Regions from separate parts of the Mus musculus genome. Here all the other regions are linked to region 3. The links are chromatin contacts, called in public HiChIP or PLAC-seq maps. All regions are on one chromosome and are shown on one strand. The core of a region is the stretch at or near the end of the contact, and the rest is flanking DNA. Distances in the headings are between cores, read along the strand shown.

What was found. HiChIP or PLAC-seq counts read pairs in DNA pulled down with a chosen protein or histone mark.
Region 1: a contact with region 3 is called in an H3K4me3 HiChIP or PLAC-seq map of embryonic basal ganglia, with 5 times the contacts expected there. The contact joins two enhancer-like sites. A contact is called at or near these places in 2 of 15 datasets of contacts at CTCF or cohesin (large pre-B cells and pro-B cells), 16 of 484 Hi-C or Micro-C datasets (the AtT-20 cell line, the C2C12 cell line, cerebellum and 9 more), 3 of 115 datasets of contacts at active chromatin or transcription factors (astrocytes, embryonic basal ganglia and embryonic forebrain) and 1 of 9 other capture datasets (embryonic stem cells).
Region 2: an H3K4me3 HiChIP or PLAC-seq map of embryonic basal ganglia shows a contact between it and region 3, with 5 times the contacts expected there. The contact joins two enhancer-like sites. A contact is called at or near these places in 1 of 15 datasets of contacts at CTCF or cohesin (large pre-B cells) and 2 of 115 datasets of contacts at active chromatin or transcription factors (embryonic basal ganglia and embryonic stem cells).
Region 4: a contact with region 3 is called in an H3K4me3 HiChIP or PLAC-seq map of embryonic basal ganglia, with 5 times the contacts expected there. The contact joins two enhancer-like sites. A contact is called at or near these places in 28 of 484 Hi-C or Micro-C datasets (B cells, the BV-2 cell line, the C10 cell line and 23 more), 2 of 115 datasets of contacts at active chromatin or transcription factors (embryonic basal ganglia and embryonic stem cells) and 1 of 9 other capture datasets (embryonic stem cells).

Annotation. Positions count from the first base shown.
Region 1 is chr2:38,607,557-38,610,608 of GRCm38.p6, reverse strand. The region is part of intron 6 of Psmb7 (proteasome (prosome, macropain) subunit, beta type 7); the gene reads left to right. Among named protein-coding and RNA genes, the nearest start is that of Psmb7, 35 kb to the left of the region's middle. Within about 2 kb of position 1,403, at least 36 of the 459 cell types and tissues checked have an H3K27ac peak or open chromatin away from gene starts, as enhancers often do. A contact at or near this core is called in embryonic basal ganglia, where this site is marked.
Region 2 is chr2:38,550,891-38,553,735 of GRCm38.p6, reverse strand. The region is part of intron 2 of Nek6 (NIMA (never in mitosis gene a)-related expressed kinase 6); the gene reads right to left. Among named protein-coding and RNA genes, the nearest start is that of Gm35808, 19 kb to the right of the region's middle. Within about 2 kb of position 1,530, at least 7 of the 459 cell types and tissues checked have an H3K27ac peak or open chromatin away from gene starts, as enhancers often do. A contact at or near this core is called in embryonic basal ganglia, where this site is marked.
Region 3 is chr2:37,817,543-37,820,753 of GRCm38.p6, reverse strand. All of the region lies in intron 19 of Dennd1a (DENN/MADD domain containing 1A), which reads left to right. Among named protein-coding and RNA genes, the nearest start is that of Crb2, 43 kb to the right of the region's middle. Within about 2 kb of position 1,718, at least 24 of the 459 cell types and tissues checked have an H3K27ac peak or open chromatin away from gene starts, as enhancers often do. A contact at or near this core is called in embryonic basal ganglia and muscle stem cells, where this site is marked.
Region 4 is chr2:38,394,074-38,397,239 of GRCm38.p6, reverse strand. No RefSeq gene overlaps it. Among named protein-coding and RNA genes, the nearest start is that of Gm13584, 27 kb to the right of the region's middle. Within about 2 kb of position 1,814, at least 19 of the 459 cell types and tissues checked have an H3K27ac peak or open chromatin away from gene starts, as enhancers often do. A contact at or near this core is called in embryonic basal ganglia and muscle stem cells, where this site is marked.

The DNA.
Region 1 (3,052 bases), core at 154-2,653, 790 kb before region 3:
ATGGCCCTCAGGGATTTCTTATCAATGTATGTCTCTGTGCTCCATCTTAACCTCTTGTTCTCCATGTTTGGTGGCTGTTTTTAGGGGCATCTTTCCCACTTGTCAAGGACTGGGAGCACCTTGAGTGCAAGAGATGACAGGAGAAACTCTGTTCTTCAGCTTCCAGCTCTCAGTAGTACTTGTTTGTCAAGGCAGGAGGACCATGAGCTAAAGCTAAATCTGAGTCATCAAAAACCACCTGACGACCCAAAGGGACTTTCTTTCCTTTCTGTCTGGAAAGTTCAGAATGTACTTTTGAGACAACAGGAAGGCTGGCAGCACGCTTCTCTACAGTGCTAGAGACATGCCATTAAGTACTCTGGGGCAGAAGATGGGGCACAGGGCAAGCAAGTGCTCATTGAGAAGGAACAGTCCAGAAAAGCTGCTGTCAACCCAGCAGGGACTTTTAAGCACCCTGAGATGGGCCTCTGCTATCTATTGTAGGTCGTCTGAGCCTTGGGCTTGCCTTCATTGAGTTTCAGAGAAACAAGTAGCTAGCCAGCGAACGCTTATGTAAGAAACCTGATAGTGATTGTTATCCACGGATAGCTGGATGGGGGCTCTAGTGTTAATCATACTGTGGCTTTTCAGATCATTTTCCATTCAGTTTTAAGGAATGTGACTAAAGTACCTGGAAATATTATGTTAGTCCAAGAAGTGCAGACTTGGCCTTGGGGTGAGAAAGAATGAAGCTCTTGGACGGTTAACTTAGGGCACCTCTCCTTCTAGTCCCTTTCTCTATAAGAAGGAATGTTTTCATTTGACCCGGTGAGAAATTTCAACTCTTGAAGATTACAATTCATTAAAATGGGTAGAAGATTAATATTTAGTCTGTCAAGATCAATACTGTCCCCTCTTTGCACTAATTGTCAGAATACTGTGCGAAGGCCGCCGAAGGCTAGCGGTGTGCGGCAGGACCCTGACATCACAGGGAGTGGATTCAAAGGCAAACTGTCCTGCACCCTCTGGTATCGACTTGCAAATTAGCATCTGGAATCTAATTAAACAAGCTTAATGAAAGCAGCAGCTGAATGCTGCTGGAGAAGACAGTCGCCCCCCCCCCCCCCAATACGTATTCTGTGCCGTTGGAGCTGGTCACCAAACACATTGTGAGCACAGTTTAAAAATTAGCATTTATTTGAAGAATAGAAACTGTTTTCATTCTGTTATGCGTTTGGCATGCTCTGACGTCCCATGAGAGCCATGCCACAGCAGATAGTGCACAATATTTATAAATCTATGACAGGCAATAATAGCAACTTGAAAAATTCTTTTGCTAGAATCTCAAGTTGAGAGCTGCCAAAAGCTGAGAGGATCAGATCTGCAGTGGCAGCTGCGTGCCCTACAGTTAGAATTCTAGACTTTGAAGATGCTCAACTTAAAGCAATGAAGACTGCAGGCTTAGCCAATTTTTGCAGGTTTCTAGAGCTCTGGCTCTCTGCCTTTTGAAGATGACTTGCTGAAGCTTCTACCACTGCCTGAGGCATGCTAACACCAGCGGGATCCTTCCCCCAGTCTTAGTGTGGCTTCAGTTTTAAGTAGCACGTGCTTTGTCAGTGCCCACTGTGATGGCCCTTTCTCTGGTTGCAGGAGCGAGTGATGAGCTCTTACCCTGTCCCCTTCAGAGGGAAAGTAGGAAGATAGATGGTGATGCATACAAGTGCCACTTCAGCCAGCTGATTTATGGAGTCATATTTCATTTCTCGACCAGTGCTGGCCTCTAGAGAAGCCCTTGCAGATTGCTAAAGATGTGAGCAGCTATCGCCCTAAAGGCTTGTGGTTATCTCACAAACGTGATGCCAAACACCTAGCTCCTGAAGAAACAGGATTAATCTGTCATTGTGGGCAGCTATAGATCCATTTAAATAATGGAAGACTTGATATCAATATGCTGCTCTGACAGCAAATCTTAGAAGTGATTGTGTGTGTGTGTGTGTGTGTGTGTGTGTGTGTATGTGTGTGAGTGTGTGTGTGTGTGTGTGAGTGTGTGTGTGTGTGTGTGTGTGTGAGTGTGTGTGTGTGTGTGTGTGTGTGAGTGTGTGTGTGTGTAACAGAAGCAAAGCTGCAGACTTCATATCTTCTGTGCAGAGGGACAGTAGTGGCAGAAATCTGCATTATTTAATTCAAAAAAATCTGTTGCGTTTATCATTAGGATGGTCCCAGAGGGAAATGAACATAAGTTCAGTATGGTTGTGGCTTAGGTGCTGGAGGACTAGACTAGGCTGTTGGTCTGTTTTTACTGCACTTACATCATGGCTCCCAATGCATGTCTGCAAGCTAAGTTTCAGAGACCTACCGGTAGTTCGCTGAGAGGATTAGATGTAGGCAATAAAACGCCTTCTATGACAGTGTATACAAAATTGGCTTTCTAAAACATGGTGAATGTCTTCTGGTTAGTAGTAGGTTGAAAATGTCACATAGCAGCCACTAAGAGGATCTCACACTAGACAGTAGTTTATGGTGTAGAGAGGTAAGAGCCTTCCTTCCCATATGAAAGCTCACAGAGAGTCCTGTGTGGTAGACCTGAGTATAGCACAAGTCTGTCATGGAAGTGTTGCTTTTGGGGGAGGATAGTGAATGAGGTGGCTGTAGTTTGAGCCGTTTACTGGAGGTCAGTGTTTTGTAATCTACCCTGTGAGGGAAGGAAAACCAGCTGTAAGAAAATCAGTAACCTGTGTGAGGTTACACACATGGCTACAGCAATGAGGTCAGAATATGAACTTTTACCAGTCTGACTTTGGAGTTGTTTTGCTGGAATCAACTACTGTGTTGTTCTGTCTCTTGGCTCAGTGTGTAATTCTCTGACAAAAGAGTGGAAGATGTGTTACTCCTGGGCCAGTTCAGAGTGTTCCTTTCCACTGGCTAGGTCTTGTGAAGACAGCAGAAAGCCAGGCATATGTCAGAGGGGGGCACACAAACATCAACCTACTTGTCTGGTGAGCTCAGCCACACAGGAGGGAGCCCATAGCAGGAGGGGCAGGGGAAAGAGGGGGAAATACATTTGGCTATTTGT
Region 2 (2,845 bases), core at 281-2,780, 730 kb before region 3:
ACCAAATTCAGAGGGGCTGGATAGTCAGTGAGCCCCCAGAGACTCACATGCCTCCCTCTTTCCTGGTTCTGGGTTACAGAAGTACGCCACTGTGTACAACATTTACGTGGATGCTAAAATCTGAACTCAGGTCATGCTTGCACGGCAGGTACACTATTGACTGAGCCATCTTTCCAGCTCCTTGAGTTTTGATAGCCATTAGAATTTGGTCATTAAACTTTACCCATCCACCATCACATCTTTGAGAGGGTTTGCATATAAATTTTGTTCTGTGAAACACACCCATGGACAGCTGCCCCCAGACCCCTGCAGAGTATGCACATGCCTCTCTCCAAATAAAAGTGGACACAGAATGCCCAGAGCAGGTTCCTGAAGACAGGGACATCAGCAGGGATTTCTCACACAAGGAAACCTTCCCCTTTCATACAAGCTACCTGGTTCTCCATGGCTTTCCCCTTTTGACTTTGTATGTCCATTCACTGGGATGTCAGCCAAAGCCTAGCCTTTCTCAGTGACTGTGGACCTCACAGGCCAACGGTAGGATTCAGCAGACAGATTTCCATGTGCTGTTGGCTCCCTTGGTTTCTGTAAAACCACTAGCTTTGGGACTAAAATGTTAACAAAGCCATAGGTGGACTGTTAGGAACTCCTGACCTTTCTGCCTTGAGAGGGTAAATATAACTGTGAGAGCTTTGGCTTTGAAACAATTCATCGTAATTTTTCAATTATAAAAGTAAAGTCTATAGCTGGGTGTGTTGGGGCACACCTTTAATCCCAGCATTCGCGGAGGCAGAGACAGGAGAATCTCTGTGAGTTTGAGGCCATCCTGGTCTACAAAAGTGAGTTCCAGTGAAGTCTGGAGGGCTTTCCAGGACAGCCAGGGCCAGAAAAACCCTGAAAAACCAAAAAGTAAACAAACAAACGAACGAATGAACGAACGAATGGTCTACACATGGCATTTCCTTGACATACATGGTGCTGGGTCCCATGCTGGATGTTTAAATCATATCATGTAAATGAGACTCTGCAGATGTCTCAGGATGGTGGTGCTAGCATTGTCTATGCTCTACAGATGAGAAAACTGAGGCGGAGACACTTTGTTCCCATCCTCAGAGCAGGTACAGCCTCATTCCTTGTTCCAAGGATGGCTTGCTGGGTCACACACCTCCTGCCATAAAGAGACTCCACTCCATTCCAAGCATTTCAGGATGCTGACATGAACAGGTTTGTGCCACACTCCCCGGATGGGGTCAAGACATAGGCACTGAGAGGACTGAGCCTCCATCTCCATCCCAGCCTGGAGCTAGCACAGCACACTTGGCCATGCACCCCAAGTTTTCAAGCCTGGCCAGGTACACAGGTGGGACCAGGGCATCCTTGCCTGACAGCCACTGCCCAGAGCAGCCGACACTGAGTGATTGCATCTAATTACACTTAACTATGTCATCACCCGCTCCAACATGTGCGACAAGCAGCCGAGGACACTGTCACCGCTGCCTCCTCGCCTCGCCTCGCCTCGCACGAGAAATAATTACGGGCCTCTCTCCTCTGCCAAATGAGCCTGTAATTAACCCTAATTGCTCGAAATGCAACTGGCTAATTCTGGGAGATTAATCAAGGGGGATTCGATTGTTAGTGAATGACTTAATGTGACAAATGGCTACATTACCTAAGCAGGCCCCGCTGCCCCAGCCATCAGCGTCATGTCCTGGCCCAGCTCAGGAGCTGTGCCTCCCCAGTTTCTACCTGGAAATTGACCACCACATCCAGCGCAAACCACATAGTTGTCCTGGGACAGTCTGCATACTTGCGCCCACTGTCCATGAGCTCAGGTGTCATCTTTGTGTGGGTCGGTAGTAAGACCCTCTCTTGGGCTGACATAGCCCTATGCCATAGATCACAACACAGCCAAGACTGCAAGCAAATACAAATTCAAAACCCACCTGGCTCTCTGAGCAGCTGTCTGTGCAGTTTAAAATTTGCACAATGGGCAGACCCTTAGTCTTCTACCCAGAACTAGGGTGTCAGAAGCAATGACAGTCTCCCATGGAGCAGGAATATGGCTGTCTTTAATATCCCTCTGATTTATGTCTTACAGCCTCAGGAAAAAGCTGACCCTGCCCACAGGGTCCTTAAGGATCTGGAGCAGGCACCAAGCTTGCCACCCTGCAGGCCACTGTCTGTCCCTTTCTTACAGAGATCATCCCTCTCACTTGCTTCACGGGGACTCTGGAGCTATGGGGGTCCCTTCTGTTGGGTATTTTAATGTTTCTATCCCAGGAGATTTTGTGCTCCCTGAGAGCTGACCTGGGCCTGCCTCATATAGCCACACCCTAGGCGGTCCACTGCACATAAGGGTGTATTTTGAAATACAGATGTATTTCGCCGACTCAGTGGTATAGAGCATGCCTCTGTGCACGAGGCTAGAGACATCCTCCATCTAGTAGGCATAGATGACCCCTGAAGGAGTAAACATCCCAAGGCCAGGGCCACACAGGGGGCATGCGCACGGGTGTGGGGGAATGCATGTGGGTGCAGGAAACACACACAGGTATGGGTCATGAGTGGGAAGTCTCCTCAGAGAGTAGTATCTGGCCTTGTGGTCTGGAGGGAGACTGGGAAGGGCATTCTGGGTCGGGGAACAGTGTGCAAAGGCAATGAGTGTGGCAAAGGCACTCAAAGCCACCTTTAGAGCAGAACCAAAGGCAGCTGAGCCCTCTAAGGCATCAAAAGCCAGGGTGATCTGGGCACAGAGAGGCCATCTCTAGAGCACAAGACCAAAGAGAGCCAAACATAATTCAGACCAAAGCAGAGGTCGACAGTGGCCCAGGACACACGAGAGCTT
Region 3 (3,211 bases), core at 469-2,968:
ACAGAGACTGGGCTCTGGCCAGATGGACTTGCAGTGAGGTCTCTGGGCAGCATTCTGTCATGGCAGGGATAAGAGTTGGAAAGTATAAGCACCCTTGAATGTACCCAGGACTGGGCTAGGTACTCCATATCTCATCTATTCTTGTTCCAGCCCACTGAAGGCAGATGTCATTTCCCTTGGTCTTCATAACCAAGACTACAGAGATAGTAAGAGACCAGCTGGCCTTTGAGACCAGACCTACCTCTCAAGTTCTCAACAGATGGCTTTTGGCAGCCATAGGTAGTTGGTAGGGAGCTCCAGGCAGTCTTAGAGGCCTGGGCTCTAGGACAGCCAGGGGTTCAATGTGATTCAAGGCATGGTAGCTCAAGTACTAGAGACAGCTCTTGTGTACTGTAGTCTCATTATTGTGGGAATTGGGTAAACTGTAGGGTGCCCAAGCACCTGAGAACTTGAGGAAGCAATGTTGTCCCAAAAGAAGACTGGGTAGTGTCTGCCTCTGCCCCTAGCCAGGGCAAGAGGTAATTCACTGGCCGTGTTCTTGGGCTTCCCCTCTTCTGCAAGCATACCCACTGAGAGACAGACTAGGAGGCTAGAAGATATGTTGTACGGGACCCAGGGTTCCCAGGCCACAGGGACTATTATGTATTCTGGATGCATTCATAGACACCAGCCCACACTGGATGGAAAGAAACTCGAGAGACCTGGATCATGGAACTCTTAAGGGTCACAGAGAGGACAGCCTGACATGATTCTATGTCAGGATTTGCCAGGTCACTGGCTATAAACATGGCTGAGTACAACAGCTGCTGGCCTGGGTGGAAAAGCCATGGGATGGTAGGCACTCAGCCTTGACAGGAGGGATTGTGTAGCCCAGCACCTGTGGCTGGAGCTTGGCTATGACCAGAGGGTCTGAGGGGTCTTCTTAATAAGGAGAAAGAAAGAGCAAAAGAAAATCATGCTGGTGTCTCCTGGATGAAGGGCAGTGTCTGGAGCCACCAGGGAGAAGGGAGAGGCAGGCTGCTGTGGGCCACATGTGAAGCACTTTATCAGCTATTTATTATTTCTTGCTCACCATTAAAATCAAATGTACTTGGTGCTTTTGTATTCAATACACACTTAACCCTGCCGACTTAGATTTCTCAGGTTTTGAATCCGGTGGGGAATTGGCTGGCTTCCCAACTTTCCTCTCTAGTCCCCCCAAACAGATCTGGAAAGCCCTGTTTAGCATTCTCTCCCCTGGTGCTGCTGAGATCTTAGCAGTGGTGGGCCAGCCCCTGTTGTGTATGAGAGTGGTTTTCCCCTCCACCCAGGCTTCACCCTTGCTAAGCACCCCAGAAGAAGGATGGTACTGCTGAAATACACAGGGGTTTATCTGCATTGTCTTTGATTAAACCAGTTGTCTGTGTGTCTAGGCCTGGTTGTAGCCTGCCACTGCATGGGGTGTGTGTGTGTGTGTGTGTGTGTGTGTGTGTGTGTGTGTGTGTGAGAGAGAGAGAGAGAGAGAGAGAGAGAGAGAGAGAGAGAATGCACCATTACCTCTTAATGCCTGCCTTTGTGGATATCTGTTTGTAAGACTGTATATACACTGCAGTCTCTGAGCCCTGGTGCATTTGGGTGTTTGTCTATAATGATAATCCTACACCAGTGAGGAATGTGTGACTCTGGGTGGGTCTGTAACCACAGGGGTGACTGTCTCTGGTCCGTTGTGTCTTTCCCACCCTCCCTCACCCCTCCCTCCTCTCCCTCCTCTGTCTGTTTTATCATCCCTAATGAAGCAGTCTCCTCCATCGATCCTGCTGATTGCCAACCCATTCCTTTTGTTTGTTGGCGCTGAGCCATTCAGCAGCACTCTGACAGCTCAGCTCGTCTAATTAGCTCTGTTGTTCTTTTTCCCCATGTTTCACCACGTTGCAAGTTCAGTTGAAGTTGCCACAAACTTAATCCCCCCATTTCAGTGGCAAGTTCACATTCTTAACCTGTCTTCATTGTAGTAAGGAGCAGCCCTGTGTGGGACAAGCTGACAGGCCATAATGTCTGACCTTCCTGAACTCAGTCCCCAGGTCCCTGGCAAGGGCAGGAGAGCTCTTCCACCCAGCTGCATTCTCTTCCTTTGTAGGCAGAGTCTCAGGGATCCAAGAAGCCTTGCTGGGGAAACCACTTCCATATGAGAGTGGGGACAGATATAGCCATGTATTTATTCGGCAAATGTTGACCAAATGTCTGTTGAGTGGCAGGCACCTTTCTAATAACAATGACAACCACAGCAGTATTTACTGCTGTTAGATTCCAGACAGTAACATTGGCCTGTCTACAAATCTTGCTGAAGTTCCACTATGTACCAGGCACCTCACAGGATGCTAAAAGGATTAAGACTATCTGCAATCTATCTTCTTACAGGCACCTCCCCTCCTTCCTTTTGCTATTGATAAAAGGGGGCATCTCGATCACAAAGAAGCAGGCAAGCATTTCTGGAGCTCACACTCTGTGCAATGTCCACACCAGTGTGTTACCCACACCCTGTGGTTAAGTCTTAACAATAGCTCCGTGGAAGAAGACAGCATGTTTTGTGGAATGTTCTTGGCCTTTACCACATCTCTGATTTGCCAAAGACGTCTGAGCTCAGACTGGCCGCTCCACAGGAAAATCTTTGGTTTGGTCAGACGTGCGCAGACCTGAGGGTTCCATGAGACTCTATCGAGATTGGTCTTGTATGCAGCCAGCCTCTGTAATCTTGTTCCTAAGCCATTGTTTTGTGTCGCCCACCAGTTGCTGGGGGGCGGGAGGGTTGTTCTGAAGAAGGGTTGTTGTAATGGAGTGTGGGCACTGTCTTTCTCGTCTGTCAGCCAGTGTCTCATTGCAGCTGCAGAGAATGCATGCTCCCTATACCTGCTGCAATGCTGGCTCATCTGCATGAACAGCAGGAGCCACAGAGAGACATTCTCAGCTCTCTTCCCAATCTCTGTGACATTAGAAGTGGTCAGAGGTGATGGTACCATACACAAAGTCACATAATACTGATTAGACCAAATGAGACTCATTCTAAGAGTACCCAGAAATTCACAGCCTAACATCTATCACGGGCTCTGATGGGACAAGGAAGTGGGCATCCTTTCCTCTGTGGCTTCACTATTGTGGCAGCTCAGAATAACCCATCTACCCACAGTGTAGTAAGAGGTGAGTGTAGGAAGCTGCCTGCTGCCCTCGTGTGCCC
Region 4 (3,166 bases), core at 565-3,064, 580 kb before region 3:
GAGAAACAGCAAAACCCAATAGCTTGGTTACAGTAGAGCTAACTAGAAGCCCAATGCTGGACTGGCTTCAGGTCCCAGCATGAGAGAGAGAGAGAGAGAGAGAGAGAGAGAGAGAGAATGAACAAGAGTGAGAGAGAGAACAAGAGTAAGAGAGAGAGGAGAGGAGAGGGAAAAGGGAGAGGGGAGAGGAGGGAGACAGACAAGAGAGAGACACACATACACAGAGAGACACAGAGAGAAGACTTTCTCCTCCTCCTCCTCCTCCTCCTCCTCCTCCTCCTCCTCCTCCTCCTCCTCCTCCTTCTTCTTTGTAATGTCTCAATAGCTGTAACATCACAGGGAGAGACTGGGTGTTTCCATGGGGCTCCACAGCAGGATGGAATAGTGATACGTAAAAAGTGTCTGCCAGCCGCAAGTCCAACATGGGCTGGCCCTAGGACTTACTCTGACAAACAGGAGACAGGAAGCTAAGGCATAAGTCATCTTCAGCTTCTGTTGCTTCATCCCCACAATGTTCCATGTTATAGCCAGGCCTGTGTTGTGGAACCAGAGGACTGTTCATGCTGAGCCAGGCCCAGCCCACAGCATACTCACCGACAACCTCATGCAGTCCCACAGGTCTCAAAGCATGGCAGAAGCCACCTAGCCAGCCCATGGGAGCCACTAGGTATCTAACACTTCTTGTTTGAATGACATGGGAACCGAGGGGCTCAGTACAGGTAATCCATATACCTAGAAGGTGGCAGGAGCAATGGGGTCTGGATTTAGCTCAAGCTATTCTCGCACAGGGTATCACCTCTACCATTCAATCTTCACATAAGCCAAGACTGACAGGGTAGTTCAGTAGGCATCTCTCAGAAGAGAGAGAGAGAGAGAGAGCGCTGATATCTTTAGGGCTGGAGTTTCTCTCCATCCTGTGCAGAACCCCCATCTGAGTGTGGTAGTGGCATGGTTCTGAATGCAGAATGTGAGTGGTCTCAATAATCTGTGTATGTCACCTGGGTGTGTCTGTGTCTGTGACCCTATGGCATATTACCATAATACCATGGTAATGTAGCCTCTGGTGATTTATGTTTATGGGGTATGTGTGTGTAGGGGGGGGGGGTGTCATGATGGCATGTGTTTATGTGAGAAATATGTAGAGTGTGCATCAGGGATACATATGTGAGGTGTGAAGTCTGTTCTGGTCTGTACCAGGGGTATGGTGTATGTGGAAGTCTGTGGGTGTTGAGTATATAGGGTGTGGTATGCACCTTTCAGATGTGCATGTATGAAGTATATGGTTTATATTGTGTGTTTGTGTATGGGTGTATTATGTGAGATATATGACTCATGTGTGTGTATCTGCATATGTGTGAGATGGGGGGTAGGCAGTGTAGGTGGGTGTTGAGGGTGTTGAGTGTGGAGAGATGTGTTGCGTACTGTGTTGCTGTGTATGGTGTGTATGCTTGTGTTGATATGTGTTTGTGTAAGGGATGTGGTGTATATGGAGGTCCTTGAGTGTTGAATGTGAGAGGGTGTGGCTTGAACTGTGTGTATATGTGTGATGTGTATGTGTGGGGTGTGGGGCTCATGTTAGTATGTGTGTGAGGGGTGTCGTACACGTGGAAGTCTCCAAGAAATGAATGTAAAAGGGTGGAGCATGCATGGTTCACGTTGGTGTGTGAGGTGTTTATGGCTTGAAGCATCGTGTGTGCAACAAGAGAGGAGCCCCGCTGACTGATGGTCTCGGGCGAGTGTTCGTTCCTTGCATCCCAGAATCTTGCTGACACTGATCTGGGCCTGGGAACGTCTTTCCTGAATAAACATGATGTCATTTCCATTCCATTCAGCCTGCGCCGGGACAGCTGCTGTCAGCATCACTGAGGGAAATGCCACCTCGGCCCTGACAGCTGCCACTTGGCACACTTTGTAGAAAGCTTCTCTGGGAAGAAAAAAAAAAAAAAAAAAAAAAAAAACCCCAGCCAGTCATGCAGATGCTATTTAAAGTATGTTGCATCCTGATGAGCCTCGTGGAAGAAGCTAAGTACGCTGAGGGACTGTGGAACCTGGGCTGGGCAGGGAGGTGGGGAGCAAGGCACATGCTCATAGGTCGGGGGGAAAGCTGTCCCTACCTCCCATTTTACAGATGAGCAAACTAGAGTTGAGAGAGGGCAGGGGCTTGTCTGGGACCAAAGAGTAGGTCTCTGACAGAGCACATGGGCAGAGTGTGATGACCAAGACCTTTAAGTCGAACAGAACTTGCTACCAATGGAGAAACTTAGACCCAAAATGGAGGGAAGGTTGGCCCAAGGCCATGCAGATCGCCTCAAAGCTGGGGTAGGAGCTGCTCCATCATCTTAAACACGTGGACATCCTCTGTCTTGTATACAACAGGCGCTAAGCAGGTGCAGATGATGTGATAGTTCATCTTCATGGCCAGCAGACTGGATTTGGAATTGCTTAGGAGACACACTTCTGTGTCTGTCTCTGAGGGATTTTTCAGAAGGTTTGATGGAGGCGGGAAGACCCATGCGGGTGGCTCCATTCTTTGGACCAGGGTCCTGGGCTGAATAGAAAGGAAGCCTCAGCAGTGAGAATGGTTACTGACACAGATGGCTCCTTTATGGTGGCTGTCCCCTGCCATGGCACCAGAGTGCACATCTGCCATCAAATTCAGTGCAGGATTCAGTAAAGTTGGTGAGACAGGGAGCACCTCCTTCTATAACAGGCTGCGTGTGAGATAGCTTCGAACTGTGGGCTAGTGTAGGTGTCTGAGTATGCTTCAGGTGAGCCCAGCTAACTTGACAAATCTCTTTGGCAAAATATCTCAGAAAATACCTTGAGAGAGGAAGGATTTATCTTGGCTCAGTTACAGTTGGGTAACTTGCTCCATTGTTTCATGAGGATAGCACATTGCTATGAACGCCCCTGCTCCCTCCCCATAGCCTGGGACTCAAAGGGAGTGTGACTACAACATTGGGAAGGGGCCTGTGTGTCTTATAAATTTCAGCTGATTTACAGCTTCTTGAATCTGACTAGCCTGCCTCCTCCCTCAGGGTGGATGGTGGGTGGTAGGTGGTGGAATGTTTCAATTCGGAGGAAATTGCTACCAGACAAACACCATGGCAGAAGGGCCAGAGCGAGGGAAAGCTGCTTGCGTCCTGGACACCAGGTACAGAGAGAC